Regions from separate parts of the Mus musculus genome. Here all the other regions are linked to region 2. A link is a contact called in public promoter capture Hi-C data. All regions are on one chromosome and are shown on one strand. Each heading gives the region's core, a stretch centred on a gene start, on an enhancer-like site or on the middle of the called end of the contact. The rest is flanking DNA. Distances are from core to core; before and after follow the strand shown.

The links. Promoter capture Hi-C pulls out the DNA fragments that hold promoters and counts their contacts.
Region 1: a promoter capture Hi-C map of the HPC-7 cell line shows a contact between it and region 2. The contact joins the enhancer-like site here to the promoter of Cdkn2aipnl in region 2. A contact is called at or near these places in 6 of 39 promoter capture datasets (the C10 cell line, the HPC-7 cell line, hematopoietic stem and progenitor cells and 2 more), 3 of 484 Hi-C or Micro-C datasets (the N1E-115 cell line, embryonic stem cells and pro-B cells), 3 of 115 datasets of contacts at active chromatin or transcription factors (CD8 T cells, the SCID.adh cell line and embryonic stem cells) and 3 of 9 other capture datasets (adipose tissue, liver and pancreatic islet).
Region 3: a contact with region 2 is called in a promoter capture Hi-C map of the HPC-7 cell line. The contact joins the enhancer-like site here to the promoter of Cdkn2aipnl in region 2. A contact is called at or near these places in 4 of 39 promoter capture datasets (the C10 cell line, the HPC-7 cell line, cranial neural crest and 1 more), 3 of 484 Hi-C or Micro-C datasets (B cells, the HL-1 cell line and the N1E-115 cell line), 3 of 115 datasets of contacts at active chromatin or transcription factors (CD8 T cells, embryonic stem cells and pancreatic cancer cells) and 1 of 9 other capture datasets (pancreatic islet).

The regions. Positions count from the first base shown.
Region 1 is chr11:52,034,865-52,037,564 of GRCm38.p6, reverse strand. The region is part of intron 12 of Cdkl3 (cyclin-dependent kinase-like 3); the gene reads right to left. Among named protein-coding and RNA genes, the nearest start is that of Cdkl3, 32 kb to the right of the region's middle. Within about 2 kb of position 1,449, at least 51 of the 459 cell types and tissues checked have an H3K27ac peak or open chromatin away from gene starts, as enhancers often do. A contact at or near this core is called in CD8 T cells, the HPC-7 cell line, the N1E-115 cell line and 3 more, where this site is marked.
Region 2 is chr11:51,966,206-51,968,905 of GRCm38.p6, reverse strand. Cdkn2aipnl (CDKN2A interacting protein N-terminal like) reads right to left here and starts at 1,275. Exons shown (of 3, transcript NM_029976.3): 1 at 949-1,275. The coding sequence starts at 1,187.
Region 3 is chr11:52,064,758-52,067,457 of GRCm38.p6, reverse strand. All of the region lies in intron 13 of Cdkl3 (cyclin-dependent kinase-like 3), which reads right to left. Among named protein-coding and RNA genes, the nearest start is that of Ppp2ca, 33 kb to the left of the region's middle. Within about 2 kb of position 1,442, at least 83 of the 459 cell types and tissues checked have an H3K27ac peak or open chromatin away from gene starts, as enhancers often do. A contact at or near this core is called in B cells, CD8 T cells, the HPC-7 cell line and 1 more, where this site is marked.

The sequences.
Region 1 (2,700 bases), core at 200-2,699, 68 kb before region 2:
CTAGTGTATATAAAATAAAAAGGAAGGAATTGTCAAGCTTGTATTTTTAAGATTACTTAAAAGACAAAGCACTATCGGGAAAAAAAAAATCTGTTCCTCTTCAAATTCTTCCCCTCACAATCGCCATCTCCACCCTAAAATTAAAAACCAAGCCAGTAAGAACCAGGGATAAGAAATGTAAGTATCTGCTGTCAAAGCCATGACTGTACTAATTTTACACTATAGGTGATCTACTCAATGTCGCACTGCTCAGCCTAAGTCCCACCGTTAAACCACACTACACAGGACAAGACCCAGTGTCTGCCACATGTTTGACGTGGAGCCCAGCACCTGCTCATGCTTATCTTCTTTGCTTTCAGAATCTTTGGGTACCTAGACATTGGGACACTGTGTTACATATTTACATTGAGACTCTGTGTATTATATATTTACATTGGGACTCTCTATGTTACTATGTTATTTTTTAGTTTATTTTATGTATATGAGTACACTGTCACTGCCTTCAGACACACCAGAAAAGGACATCAGATCCCATTACAGATGGCTGTGAGCCACCATGTGGTTGCTGGGAATTGAACTCAGGACCTCTGGCAGAGCAGTCAGTGCTCTTAACCACTGAGCCATCTCTCTAGCCCCCTCTGTGCTACATACTTACATCAGGATGTTACGTACTACATATCTTCATTGGAACTCTCTGGATTACAGATTCACCTTGGGACTCTGTTATATGTTTAAATTTGGACTCTCTGTATTTCACACTTAGATTAGGATGCTCTTTATTACATATTTACATTGTGAGTCTCTGTATTACATATTTACACTGGAACTCTCTGTTACATATTTAGTAACTTTCCCTTCTATAATTATAAAGCTCTAAACCAAACTCAGGAACGAAGACTAATCAACATGCTGGAAATAACAGATGATTAAATAAAGTTGCATGACCTAATGTGAAATATAGGGTTTTTTTGTTTTTTGTTTTTTGTTTTGTTTTTGAGACAGGGTTTCTCTGCATTGCCCTGGCTGTCCTGGAACTCACTTTGTAGACCAGGCTGGCCTCGAACTCAGAAATCCGCCTGCCTCTGCCTCCCAAGTGCTGGGATTAAAGGTGTTCGTCACCACCACCGGCTGAAATATAGTTCTATTAACAGGCATTTGTGAACTTAATGTTCAAATTAAGAAAACAAGAGCAGTATTATAAATTTAAAAGCAAAACTAGGAGACTACACCCAGCTACCTAGGCTTCGCTGCTGGTCAGCATTTCTGTGCATGTAACATTGGCAAAAAGAAAGAGTTGTTTTAACCACACACGATTCTGGGATCCCCTGAATTTCCATCTGCCACATTTTCTAACCTACAGCTAACAGGTTCCTCTCTCTTTAGCTGAAGCATTTCTTGTGTTCTAAAAACAAACAGGAAGTGGTGAGTCACTGCTAAGGGAACTCGGGATGAGATGAAATACCTGTATTTTACTGCAGGGGTTGCTTCATAAAGGCACTGGGCGACTGGTGGCAGAGGACTCCTTATCAAACAAAGCTACTTACCTGTGGCCTCCTCTTCCTGTAGGCTCTCTCCTCTCTTGATCAGGCCACTCATTCACAGTCACACAGGGTTCTGTCTGGTCAAAGAGCCCCTTCAGTGTGTACCTTCATATGTCAATGTATTGCTAACAAAGACCCCAAAGAGTTGGATACATATCTAGGAAGTGCTTGGATTTGATGAAGTAATTTAAAAACCAAGCAACGGAAGAGCTAAAATGAGAACAAGTAAGTTGTTATTCCCTGTCTTCAGATTTTTGTTTGTCTTGGGGTGCTGGAGACCATACTAGGCAAGCACTAGGTGCTACACTCCTAGCTCCTACCCCATGTTTTGAAAAGTATGTTATATTTTCTCAAACTAAAAATAAACTACAGACTGAAAATTTAGAAGACTAGATTTTGAGATAAGGTCTCACGCTGAGGCTCTGGCTGGCCTGGGATTCACTATGTCAACCAGACTGTTCTTGAACTCACAGTGACTCACCTGCCTCTGCCCCTCAAGTGTGGGTGTTAAAAGCATGTGAAACTATACATGGCTAAGGAAATTTTGACATGGATTTAATTTGTGTGTGCATGATGTTTCTGTAAAGGTCGGGGCCAACTGGAGAGGCCGGGTTCATTCTTTCTTCCTGTTATGTGCGTTCTAGAGCTAGACCTTGGGTCTTCCACCTGGCAGCATCCTTATGCACTGAATCATCTCACCAGCTCAAGCATTTTCTTAATTCTGATGTTAACTCACCAAGATGTGTTCAGACTAGTGTTGTCTCAGTCTCAGCTATGCACGAGAGCTTCTGAATGGAGTACAGATAAGCTCTAAGCAACACTGACAGCTCCTGGTTGCTTCTAATAACTACAATTGGTTTCTGTTACTCTTTTCAAGGCTACCTTTTCAGGAATACCACATCACATAAGCATCTGAGAGAACTGCTTTGATTCATTTTCCCCCTGCACGCATATGTGGTTCGGGTTTCTGGGCTTCTCATGGAATAGCAGGATAAACAGTGGCACATCGAAGCTTTCTGCAAACCCAAGACCCCTATCTCACCCAATGAGCCAACAGATTTGCAAATGGTATGCTATGCAGATTTCCCAGACATGAGTATATCTCTTAAATGCACAAGCTTAAAGAATCTTTTGACTTAAAATGAACTAAAAGGCTTTC
Region 2 (2,700 bases), core at 26-2,525:
CCTCACGAAACTCTAGAAGCCTGGAAGAGCCTGGCCATGCATGCCTCTCAGGACGTGGTTGCCTAGGTGGATCAAGTTCTAGGATTGCCTGGGCTACACAGTAAACTGGAGGCCAGTCTCAGTTATAAGGGAAGACTGCCTCAAAAATTAAAAATCACGGGCTGGAGAGATGGCTCAGCGGGTAAGAGCACCCGACTGTTCTTCCGAAGGTCCGGAGTTCAAATCCCAGCAACCACATGGTGGCTCACAACCATCCGTAACAAGATCTGACTCCCTCTTCTGGAGTGTCTGAAGACAGCTACAGTGTACTTACATATAATAAATAAATAAATCTTTAAAAAAAAATTAAAAATCACAAGGGAGTATAAAAACCTGGTGTCATTTCCAGGTGGAATATCTCAAGGCCAGGCTCTTGCCTTCCAGGTGTGATCACAAAGACTGGGGAGGGCGGGGAGTTAGGACAGCAACAAGATAGCATGGGTTACTTTCCTAAGAGGGAAGCCAAGAAGAGAAAGGGGAGAAAAGATTACATCCTGCCTTAGCGTGAAACCCACCAATGGTGAGATACATCACATCCTCTTGCTAGGTGTCTTCATCTAGAGGAAGAGTCTGCACTTTTGTCACGTGGGCGACAGGAGCTAATAGACTTCAAACACACTCTGGAAAGGAAGTCCTCTGGGCTAATAAACAGTAATAACAATGACCATTGCAATTCGGCCGCCTTGGAGCACACCTGCACTGCACGCCCTATCATTCAGCTGCTGTAGTCATCCCAACCACTCATTCACAAGAGAAAAGCGAGGCTCAGAGGAGAGATTTTTTTCCCGAGGGAATGCTAAGAGGGGATCAGTAGGAGGCTGGCGCCAGGTTCAGCGTGGAGCAGTGTATATGCCCAAGCTGAGGATCGACTGATGGGGACAAGGTCAGCCAGCTGTCGGGGGTCCGCACCTGCAACCCAGGAAGAGGTGGTTGGCCCAGACCATGGATAAGGACAGCAGCTGGTCCAGGCGGCCGCCGCCGTCGGGTGGGTCTCGGTAGTCAGGCAGGTGGCGCAGGATGAACTCCATGCGCGCTTTCCATTGCTTCTCGCTCTCCGAGTAGGAACGAAACTGCTCGGCGAAGTCGGCGGCCTGCCGCACGCCGGAAACTAGCTTCTCCACCGCGGCGCTGGCCTCGCCACCCACCATGGCTCCCGCTGCCGCAGCCGCTGCCGCCGCTAAGGATCGCACCAGCCCGCCGCTTTCCCGACACGCCCCGCGCCGCCGCCGCACGGCTAGAGCGACCACGGCTGAGGGCGAGTGCTCTGGAGGACTTATCTGGAGCGCCCTCGCGGGGCACGGAGGTCTAGTGCAACCCAGCGTGTGTGGCAACTGCTGGGGAGCTTGAGGCCCGCCAGCATAGAGCTGGCAGCTAGGTGCCCATTGGGACTCTGCAGTGCCCTTTTTGCCCTGGGTCGTTCACCGGGCATCTGTCTATCCTCAGCCACACCTGAGGTTTGCCCTAAGTTCTGTGGCTGTCCCTTGGGAGTGAGGTCCTCTCTTTTATGGATCCACTGTTATCTCAACATCTTCACTGAGGTTGTGTTCTCCTATCTTGCTGTATTCATCATCCAATCAGTACATACAAGGCATTTTGTTTCGTGCCCAGGATGCCCCACTCTAAAGGACTTTGTGAGGGACCCTCATGGTGGAAGGAGAGAACCAACTCCTGAAAACTGTCCTCTGACTTCTACATGCAAGTTGTGGTACTTTGATGTACACACACACACACACACCAAGCAAGTAAATAAATGTAAAAATATAAAATGTAAGCTTGAGTCAGAAGAAAGCCTAGAACTCAGGACCTCCAGATCTAGTGAAGGTCTTAAGTGGTGAGTGGGCTTCAAGGAAGTTCATTATATACTGTTTACTATTGCAGATCCTTCCCTCCCGCTCCCCCAGGGTCATACACGGCCAAGCTGGCCTACAACTGCTTGCTTGCTCCCTTCTGTGGCTTCTGTGGCAGTGTTAGGATCCCAGCAGGCAGAAATACAATCCAGTCCGCAAATGCCAGAGCAGTGAGGACCAGCACCAAGCTGGGTGCTCTCACCTCAGGAAGACACAGTGCTGACACTACGGCTTGGAACATCTGAACCAAACATGAGAATCCAAAGACAGAAACAGCTTTCCCCCAGCAGTCAGCAAGTTAACTGGATAACAGCGACCAGAGCTGAGTCCCAGGATACAGATGCCATACCCTGACTGATACTGCAGTGGCAGGTTCCCAAGTGAAACCTCAGATACCCAGAGTCAAGGTCCCTGGTAATTCTGATTCTAGCTTCAGCTGATCAGACTCTGAGGACATTTGATGTGCCAGGCACAGTGACAGACACCTTTTGTCCCAGCTACTCCATATGTCAAGGCAGGAGAATTATTTGAGCCTGGAAATTTGCTGCCATCCTTATCACCAGAGAAAGATGCTTGACTCTTAAAAACACTGCGGAGGCTTCAGTGAGCTACATCCTTGGTTCCTTGGTTGTGTACTGCAGTGGTTGGTCTAGAAATGAGAGCATGGGGGCTAGAGAGATGGCTCGGGAGTTAAGATAACTGGCTGCTCTTCCAGAGGATATGGGTTCAGTTCCCAGCACCCTCATTGTGGCTTACAGCCACCCACAACTACAGTTGCTTTGTTTGTTTTGTTGTTGTTGTTTTGTTGTTTTTT
Region 3 (2,700 bases), core at 193-2,692, 98 kb before region 2:
CACACACCTACATAAGGAAGACGCATGGCACCGTTAGCACGAGAGCGGGGAGAGCAGTGGGAGAGCATTCTGAGCTGTTTCACTGAGCCTCAAGAATAAAACACAAACTAGATTTGCTCTGGTAAGTCAAACACATGTGAAGAGGTGCAGTTCAACAAGAAAATATAGCAAATTCTACGAACCTAATATGAAATGCCTCGACGATGCTTTAAAAGAACCGGACAGCAGGATGGACCAGTGGATAAAGCCTGAGCCTAGTGACCTTAGTTCAAGCCCCAGGAGCCACATTGGGGAAGGAGACGAACAACGCCGAAAAGCTGTCTTGGGCCTCTATTTATATAGACACAACATTAAAACTTAAAAATGTGAAAAAATTAAACAGACAAATCCACAATTATTATATCTGGATTTAGCTACTTCATGGGTTCTTCTTTTTCCACTCTATTCCCCTGGTTTCATCCTTATCACTAGATAGAAGAGAAAGAATACAGGAGAGAGGGAGAGGGGAGGGGAGGGGAGAGGGAGAGAGGGAGGGGGAGGAGGGAGAGGGAGAGAGGGAGGGGGAGGGGGAGGGGGGAGGGGGAGATTGACTCCTGAATCTAGTTCTTCTTGTTTCTTCTTTGACTACTAACAAACTGCAATCTGAATGACCAACAACCTCCAATACTGCCTTGGGGGCCCTAGCATTTATGTAGCCTCTGAAAAGTTCCCAGAATTCCTTATGTCACACAATCGCAGAAACAACCTACAGCTGACTATCTGCTAGCGCATGAGGCAACTCCTAGTCAGCTGCTGTGGACAGTCTAAAGCAGCCCTACATCCCTACACCTGTGATTAGAATGAAAGCAGATTCTTATAGTACTGTGTTTAAAGAGACCAAAACTCCAGAGCTCTCACTACAAATCATACTTGGAAATTTTTAACAATTACCCCTCAAAACTGTTAGACTATGCACATGTCAAATGGTCAAAAAATGATATGCAGACCAGAAGGAGGCAAGTCCACTCTTGACCTAATGGATACTGCACACAGCAACTACAGAATGCATGTGTTTTTCAAGTTCAAACACTTACTGTATGCTGCTATTTAAACCAAATTAAATACATTTTAAAGGAGCAAAATACTACTGAGCAGAGTCTCTGACCATCCTCTAATTACACTATCAACTTCAAATGCTCCCGTGTGGCTATAAGTTAAGAAATGTGCATCTACAAATAACACACAGTGCAGAGAAGTCACTGGAGTAGAAACTACAATATACTCTCACCAATAATGAAAAGGATATGTATTAAACCTTGTCTGATAAAGCTAAAGTTGTTCCTAGAGGCAAATTTGTGGCATCAACATGCTTCTTATTAACAGAAATGCACATGAGCTGTTATTCAGTGAACTACGGTAGAAATAAGCAGAAGCGGTTAAGTGAGGCTCTGTGTACCTTTGATTTCCGCAGTTAGGCTCGGCAGCTTGAGGCTAGCCTGGTGGTGTGGGTTGCTCTGGTGCCGTTTGTATTCTGATGTTAATTCTGCTTCTTCAAGAGGGGCTCCCTGGAGGAGTGGATTACTGAGGTGACCCCACATAAGCATCTCCCCAGTCTAACTGGTCAAATAAAGGCTAGAGCCTGTGACTGGGCAGTAGAAGGGAAAGGTGGGGCTGGAGGTTTTAGAGAAGAGAGGAAGGGAAAAGAAACAGAAGAAAGATGGAGCAGAACCACATGGCCTAGAGAAGCTACAAATAACAAGGGATCTCATAGCTGCAAACAGATTAGTGTAATAGTAGATTTGCCCAACCTAGGCCTACAGGTTATACATATAATAACTGAGTTGTGTGGTTTTTGCATGGGCTTATTGGGGTTGGAAATTTACTACAACAACCTGGGCTACACACTGAATTAAAAGCCAGTCTAGGCTATAAAAGTAAGACTTTGCATGTGGTAGGGGAGAGGATATTAAAACAGAGTAGAAAAAAATAATAAAAGTAGGGCAGACATTAAGGTGTAGAGAACAGTAGAGACAGTCACTACTCAAAAGGTGACAAAGAAAAATTAGAAAACTTAGAAATTACAAAGCCGGGCAGTGGTGGCGCACACCTTTAATCCCAGCACTTGGGAGGCAGAGGCAGGTGGATTTCTGAGTTCGAGGCCAGCCTGGTCTACAAAGTAAGTTCCAGGACAGCCAGGGCTACACAGAGAAACCCTGTCTCAAAAAACCAAAAAAAAAAAAAAGAAAGAAAGAAAGAAAGAAAGAAAGAAAGAAAGAAAGAAAGAAAGAAAGAAATTACAAGATTTTGGGATTTTTGTTTTGGTTGTTGTTTGTTGGTGTTTTTTTTTTTTTTTTTTTTTGGTTGTTTTGTTTTTTTGAAACCATGGTTTCACTATGTAGCCCTGGCTGTCCTGGAACTCATTCTGTAAACCAAGCTGGCCTCTAACTTATAGAGATCTGCCTACCTCTGCCTACCAAGTGCTGGGATTAATGGTATGCACCAACCTGCTTGGCTCTGCTCCCTTCTCAGTATAATTCACAGTCCCTCTGATGCTCCAACACATGCAGAAAGCAGCAGAGCTGTGCTAGCCACATGGCTCCTGACACCCAAGTATTACACAGCAGCATTGAATTTTAGAAGTGTATGTGATATTAGCACAAGCTTTAGAAAAGCTTTGGGGTAGTTAAAACTCCACGAATGTGTTTAAAATCAAAAGAAAAG